2 separate regions of the Mus musculus genome follow, and region 2 is linked to region 1. The links are chromatin contacts, called in public HiChIP or PLAC-seq maps. All regions are on one chromosome and are shown on one strand. The core of a region is the stretch at or near the end of the contact, and the rest is flanking DNA. Distances in the headings are between cores, read along the strand shown. Region 1 has its middle 38 kb from the start of 5430403N17Rik. Region 2 has its middle 9.2 kb from the start of Gm38414.

Region 1 (3,268 bases), core at 738-3,237:
TTTCTTACGGCCATGCAGTTGGCAAATAGCAGGGCTGAAATCTAAATGCAGGAAATAGGACATCAAAACACTTGATTTTCAACTCTCCGTGTCCTAACATGAAAAAATGGTGAAGCGCGCGCACACACGCACACACACACACACACACACACACACACACACACACACACACACACAGAGAGGGGGGGGGCTTCTCTAAGGGGCACGATCACCTAGTCACAGGTAGAACACAAATGCTATTACTCTAACCTTTGACCTCACAACTACTATTTATTGAGTGCTTATGCACACACACGCACATGCACACGCACACACACACACACACACACACACACACACACACACACACACACACACATACTGTCTTAAGGCACTTTCTCCACGCTTCTGTTTACTGATGCTGGATTTTGCTCTTGTCTGGTGTGGAAAACCTGGCTTTAGATTACTAAGACTTGAGTGTCACCTGTCACCACCTTGTTGTAGAGGCCCCTTTTAACACTCAGCTTCACATTCCATATTTTGTGGAGTTTTCTCCACTCGCTTACTCTTTGGTTTCCTAGAGCCCATCTCTTCCTCTGAGGACATTGGACTCTTAGCTGAGCAACTCCTGACCTTTGCCAACAGTGGGTAGAAGAGGGCAGGACATGTCCGTGTGTACCTGTATTCACAAGCACTCGGGGCACAGTAGCTTTCAACTTGGACTAAGCAACGGGAACCATGTGCCATTAACTTGTGCTTCCTGCTACACTGGCTGTGAGGTACTCAGCATAATCAAAGCTCTGGATTCCATATATATATATATATATATATATATATATATATATATATATATATATATATATATATATGGAGAGACAGAAAAACAGAGAGACAGAGATAGAAGAGACAGATTCAGACAGATGACAGATAGATAGATAGATAGATAGATAGATAGATAGATAGATAGATAGATAGATAGATAGATAGATAGATGAAAGATATGATTAGACAGACAGACAGAGATGAGTTAGTATCATTTGTCAAGGGTGGTGGTACACGCCTCATCATAGCACTTGGGGAGCTGAAGGTGAAGGATCTGAGTTTAAGATCAGCCTGGCAATATGTAATAATATCAAAGGGGGTGGGGAGGAAAAAGAAAGAAAGGCAAGAAAGAGGCAAGCAAAGAAAAAACACTCTATGTCCCAGGACACCAGCAGTCACAACAGTCATCGGACATCAGAGCCAGATGGGAGGGCAGAGCAGAGCAAAGAATCCATGCTGAGACAGAGCGATGCAACCAGGAGACGAGGGCACAAAGGCAATCACTGCCGGAATTCAAAGGGGAGGGAAAACTCATGTCTGGAGTTCAAGTCCTGACTAATTCAGTCTTCTATGGTTGGGCAGTGCCACGAGAAACCTCAGACCCAGAGCAAAGGCTGATGGGAGTCGGAACAAGGCTCTACCTTGGCAAACCACCACCGCTTCTCTTAGCTGCAATAAAAGAAAGAGGAGGTAAGATAACTTCATGTGTTCCATGTACTCTTGCTTAAGGACTTTAGCACCATTTTGTTCCTGACATAAATTTTGCTACCTTGTCACAGTGTGTCCTCATGGATTCCTGGAGGCCCCTGATAATGACTTGCAAACACTGTCAATGGAACACTAACCCAGACAGCCACTGGTCCTGTGACTTCACTCCCTTATTGGGGGATTCACACACACACACACACACACACACACACACACACACACACACACACACACACACACACACACACCATACAGCCTGGCCCTCCCTCGAACAGGGAACTTCCCTGGAAGTGTTCTCTACCAGTCTGAACTATTAGCACAAAGGCTGCATATTCAAGGGGTCTAGGAGGTGAATTCTTGACCTGACCCTGTTGCCTGGGTACAAGCTGACTCTTTCCCACAGTCTCTGGCCCAGACCTTCCTATCACAGCCAGGAATGTATGCTGCAACTGACTGTAGCCTGGATCCGGACACAGACTCGGTTCGATGATTAATGAGAAAAAAAGCTTAGTCAGAATTACACTCAAGGATGCTGGTGGTGCTGTTTCCTGTGGGCACTCATTTCTCCAGGGCATCTCATTCCTTGGGAGCTGTACAGCTATCCCTGTGAGATTATGCATCTGTGACGCCAATCACCTTTGTGACAGATAATGGGAGACACAGACTTGCCTGTGTTCCCATCAGCGACCGTGTCTGACTGCTGCTACATTCATCTCCAGGAATTTCCTAAAATGGTGATGCTTGCTTCTGTTTATCTCGTTGGATAATGTTAAAAGCAACAGGAAAAAAAAGAAAGAAAACATTACATGTTCTGTCTTATGTCACAAGTCTGTGAGAGAGATGGACATTGGGGGCTCTAATTAGGTCAGCATGCTCAACCCCATTCTTGGATAAGATTGGACTCAGCTCAAAATTTTGTTTAACATCCATTTCTAACAACTGCATATAATGCTCACTTAGTGGTTTTGACACAGTCTTTCACTATAATCTGTAGCCCAGGCTGCCTCTGACTCAATCCTGTACTGGGATTATAGGCATGCACTGGCTAAAATTAAGCTTTGATACCAAATATGAATCTCTTGGCTTGCTTTTTTTTTTAAGGGGAAATGAGATTTCTAGAGATTTCCTGAGGAAGCTGAAAGCGTCCTAGCTTCAGCTCATAGCAAACAAACACAACTGTGCCTGGGATCCTCGGAGGAAGACTGTGAGGCCAGAGCATCCTGAGATCAAGGAGAACGCCCAGTTAACGGATTCTATTGTTTACCAGTGTTTATCAGCTTTCAGGACCACAGGTGAGAAGCCAAGCTCAGCCCGCTCTCATCTTTTGGAACAAAACAGATCCACCCATAATCGTGTTGATCAAATGGCCTGTGAACTACTGTACTGGTTCCCCTCTGGGCTGTGGTCTGATAACATCCACCAGAAGAGTGTAGTCACCACATGGCCTTTCTTTTGTGCACTGGCACACACACACACACACACACACACACACACACACACACACACACACACACACACACACATTTGCTAGAGTGAGGATAATTTGGAGTTAAACTGTAATTGATTTATCTGTTTCATTCTCCCTCGTGTTTGAAGTCAAACAATAACAAAAATCTCCAGAAATCTCAAACAAATACATTATAGCTTCATGATCCTAAGGGCTTGATGCAAAGCCTCTGGCGTGTGTACCATACTCTGGGAGAAAAGGACCAAGAACATAGAAATCACATGCTTTTAACCCTTGCACTCAGGAAGCAGA
Region 2 (3,024 bases), core at 485-2,984, 240 kb before region 1:
AATCCTGGACTTGTTTAAGCAGCCCTTTATCTGTCAAGACTTAGTTTGAAGTGATGCCTGGCTACCCTATGAGAATCCTCTCCCATCCCGTATCCTGACAAGAGATTTGTGCTAGGGACCCTATTCTGTTTGCCTCTTGCAACTAGCAGTGACTATACTACAGGTCTTCTTAATGGCTCTCTAGAGGGACCTTGCACATGCATGAAGGATTTAGCACAAGGTAACTACTCAGTGGTCCCATACATGATGGAGGGAAAGAAGAGAAAGGATGAGTGAGCAGCGTTGACAGGAGAGGAGATGGCTGAGATGGGAAGGATGTGGTAATGGACTCCTGTTAAAGCATACATAGTTAGCAACTGTGAGGTAGAACCCAGGGTCTCCTCTCCCACAGATGAGGGACTTAACTGAGTTTTACCCTGCCTGCCCAGCTGGTCCAGCACAAGTTCTGTACCCAACCTCCACTGCTTTTCATCTACCCCTTCTTAATTATGCACATAGATTCTCCCTAGTAAAGGAGAGATGTTGGGAACAGACCCAGCCACAAAACACATCAAGTGTGTACAGAGCATGAAAGACCAGCCAAACCAGCTGACTACCCGATCTGCCACATGATATCTTGAGGTAATGTCCTTTATGCTCAAACCTATCGCAGTGGTGGCTTCTAGAGCCCTTCTGAATCCAGAACACTAAACCCATGCTCCAAGGGACATAACTATCCAACTCCAGTTTGGGGGTGTACCAGCCCCATCCTGGCTGGATCCACGTAGGTAGTCCTTTCAGTAGGGACCATGGTACCTTTAGAAATTAGTTGTTGTTTGGAATGCTTGGGAAATGGGATCAACAATATCCCTTCCCCTACTGGATATCAGATCCACAGATGCTCAAGTCGCCTGTGTAAAATAATGTCTTATTTACATATAACCTCTATGATTCCACTACACACCTAAACCATCTCTGGATGCTTAAAACTCATAATTCATCATAAATCCCATGCCAGTATAATGTTATTATACTGTGCCGTTTAAGGGATGATGGCAGGGGAAAGGCTGTATTTGTTGCATACAGATATAATCCTCCACCCCCTATATTTTTAATCTACAGTTGGATGAATCCAGAGATGCGAAGCCTATGAACTGGCACCGGGAATGGTTCTGTATTTTTGGGAGTGACCATAGGCTGTATCTCCCTTCTCTCATTCAATCAGCCGTTAGAGTCTCTTCTCTTTCAAAGTGCTCTACCCACCAGTGCTGACTCTGGGGCAGCAAAATTTCCCCTTTGGTCTTTTTGTTGAGAAAAGATGACTCAACGGGGTCTTAAGGGAGGGAGTTCTGGGAATCGGTGTAAATGTAGATCTTCCTTTTTTTTTCCAACTCAGTGAATCAGCAGGTGTAGGCTCTTACCATGTGTCAGGACGACACGTTAGCTTGCCATTTGTACACCTGAAGACATCTGGTGGAGACGAGAGGCTTCCTCCCATTGGTTTCCAGGACACCTAGAGATGAGTGAAGTCATTCATGAAGTAGGAGATGGTTGCAGTTTGTTAAAAGAGAATGTGTCTAGTTGGACGGAACTTGAGTTGAGTTCCACCTTGGGCTCTAGCACACATGGCCCAATGACTCATCTCTGCTCCTCTGCTGGGGCCAGCATATCCTTCCTTCTTTGTTGCCCATGGGGTGCAGTTTTGCATGTATCTGTCTTGATTCTGACTCACAGACCTCGTCTTCAACCTTGACTGGAAGGAGTGATACCCGGAACATTCCATTGAGCTAAGTTCAGCAGTCCCCATAGCCTCACTCCACAGGGTACTAGTGCATGACCACTGTTGGCTTGTTGCCTCACCTTTCACAAGCATGTTCTAAGAAAAGGCAGTTTTCCTGGGAACTGTGGAAGTGACACCTTCTCAGAGGCCTGAGCATTTCCCCTTATGGGGGGACCAGATGGCTACAGAACAGTGAGCAACCTTAAGCAGGTGGAATCTGGATGCCAGAAAGGGAGCTCACTCAATCAGGGCTCTGGGGCTTCTGGGTCACTGTGGGGGAACCTCCATAGAACATAGGGTTCGATCCCCGGGGTGGGGGGAATTCTCTTGGAGTCTTTCAATTAGTGGAATCACCTTCCCACGAGCACAAGGTGAGTGAGAGCCCAGGGAAACCACAGAGAACAGGAGAACTGTAATGTGGGCATTTCTTTTATCACAGTCATGTATGTAGTGGAAAGGGGCTAATAAAACCTTGTGAAGAGTCCCAGGAAGGTTTGTTAGCTATGGGGAAAGGGGTAGGTACATATATTTATCAGTTGTTTCCATAAATCTCCATACATAGTATCCCTCTAAGGAACAGGAAAAGGCTGGATTGAGTCAAAGGCCACACTGGGTTCTGCTGATTCAGATGACAGTCCAAATAAGATGACGAAAGTCTGGGTCATCATCTGGCCTCTGAGTCATCATAGAACCCAAGGATGCAGTGCTTGGCTTTCATCCCATCCTCCTCCGTCCACATTTTGAACAGAGTTAATGGCATCTGTCTCCAACTATTTCCAAAGGACCTGGCCACAACAGGCACTTAAAGCAGCAGTGGCAGTGGTATGGTCAAAAAATCAAGGGTTGCTGCTCCACTCTAACAAGACTGGGAAAGACTAAGCGTGGGAAGAAATTTCCTCTTCAGCTGCTAGCCCCTGGGTTAGGATCTTGGATCTGCCGCTCTGCATTGAGAGGTGGGCAGACCCTGAAAGGAAATGAACCACTTCCGGAAGAGTTGGCCACCTGGAAGAGCCAAGGACTCGGGACTCAGCTGGGAAATCCCCCGGGGTGGGGGAATTCTCTGGGAGTCTTTCAATTGGTGGAAGCGCCTTCCCACGGGCACAAGGTGAGAGAGAACCCAGGGAAACCAGAGAGAACAGGAGAACGGTAATGTGGGTAGAGAAAGGGAAAAGGAAGTTGCTGTCAGAGTTGGAAGCTTAGGGGCCAACTCTTGCTAAAATATTAGCTGACCATTCCCAAATAGCCTTGACATCATGCAGGGGAAA

Evidence for each region. HiChIP or PLAC-seq counts read pairs in DNA pulled down with a chosen protein or histone mark.
Region 2: an H3K27ac HiChIP or PLAC-seq map of embryonic fibroblasts shows a contact between it and region 1, with 17 read pairs. The contact joins two enhancer-like sites. A contact is called at or near these places in 2 of 484 Hi-C or Micro-C datasets (the C2C12 cell line and cortical neurons), 8 of 115 datasets of contacts at active chromatin or transcription factors (the 230-238 cell line, cardiomyocytes, differentiating embryonic stem cells and 5 more) and 1 of 9 other capture datasets (embryonic stem cells).

The regions. Positions count from the first base shown.
Region 1 is chr8:35,919,145-35,922,412 of GRCm38.p6, reverse strand. No RefSeq gene overlaps it. Among named protein-coding and RNA genes, the nearest start is that of 5430403N17Rik, 38 kb to the right of the region's middle. Within about 2 kb of position 1,987, at least 45 of the 459 cell types and tissues checked have an H3K27ac peak or open chromatin away from gene starts, as enhancers often do. A contact at or near this core is called in the C2C12 cell line, embryonic fibroblasts and pancreatic cancer cells, where this site is marked.
Region 2 is chr8:36,163,746-36,166,769 of GRCm38.p6, reverse strand. No RefSeq gene overlaps it. Among named protein-coding and RNA genes, the nearest start is that of Gm38414, 9.2 kb to the right of the region's middle. Within about 2 kb of position 1,734, at least 71 of the 459 cell types and tissues checked have an H3K27ac peak or open chromatin away from gene starts, as enhancers often do. A contact at or near this core is called in the C2C12 cell line, embryonic fibroblasts and pancreatic cancer cells, where this site is marked.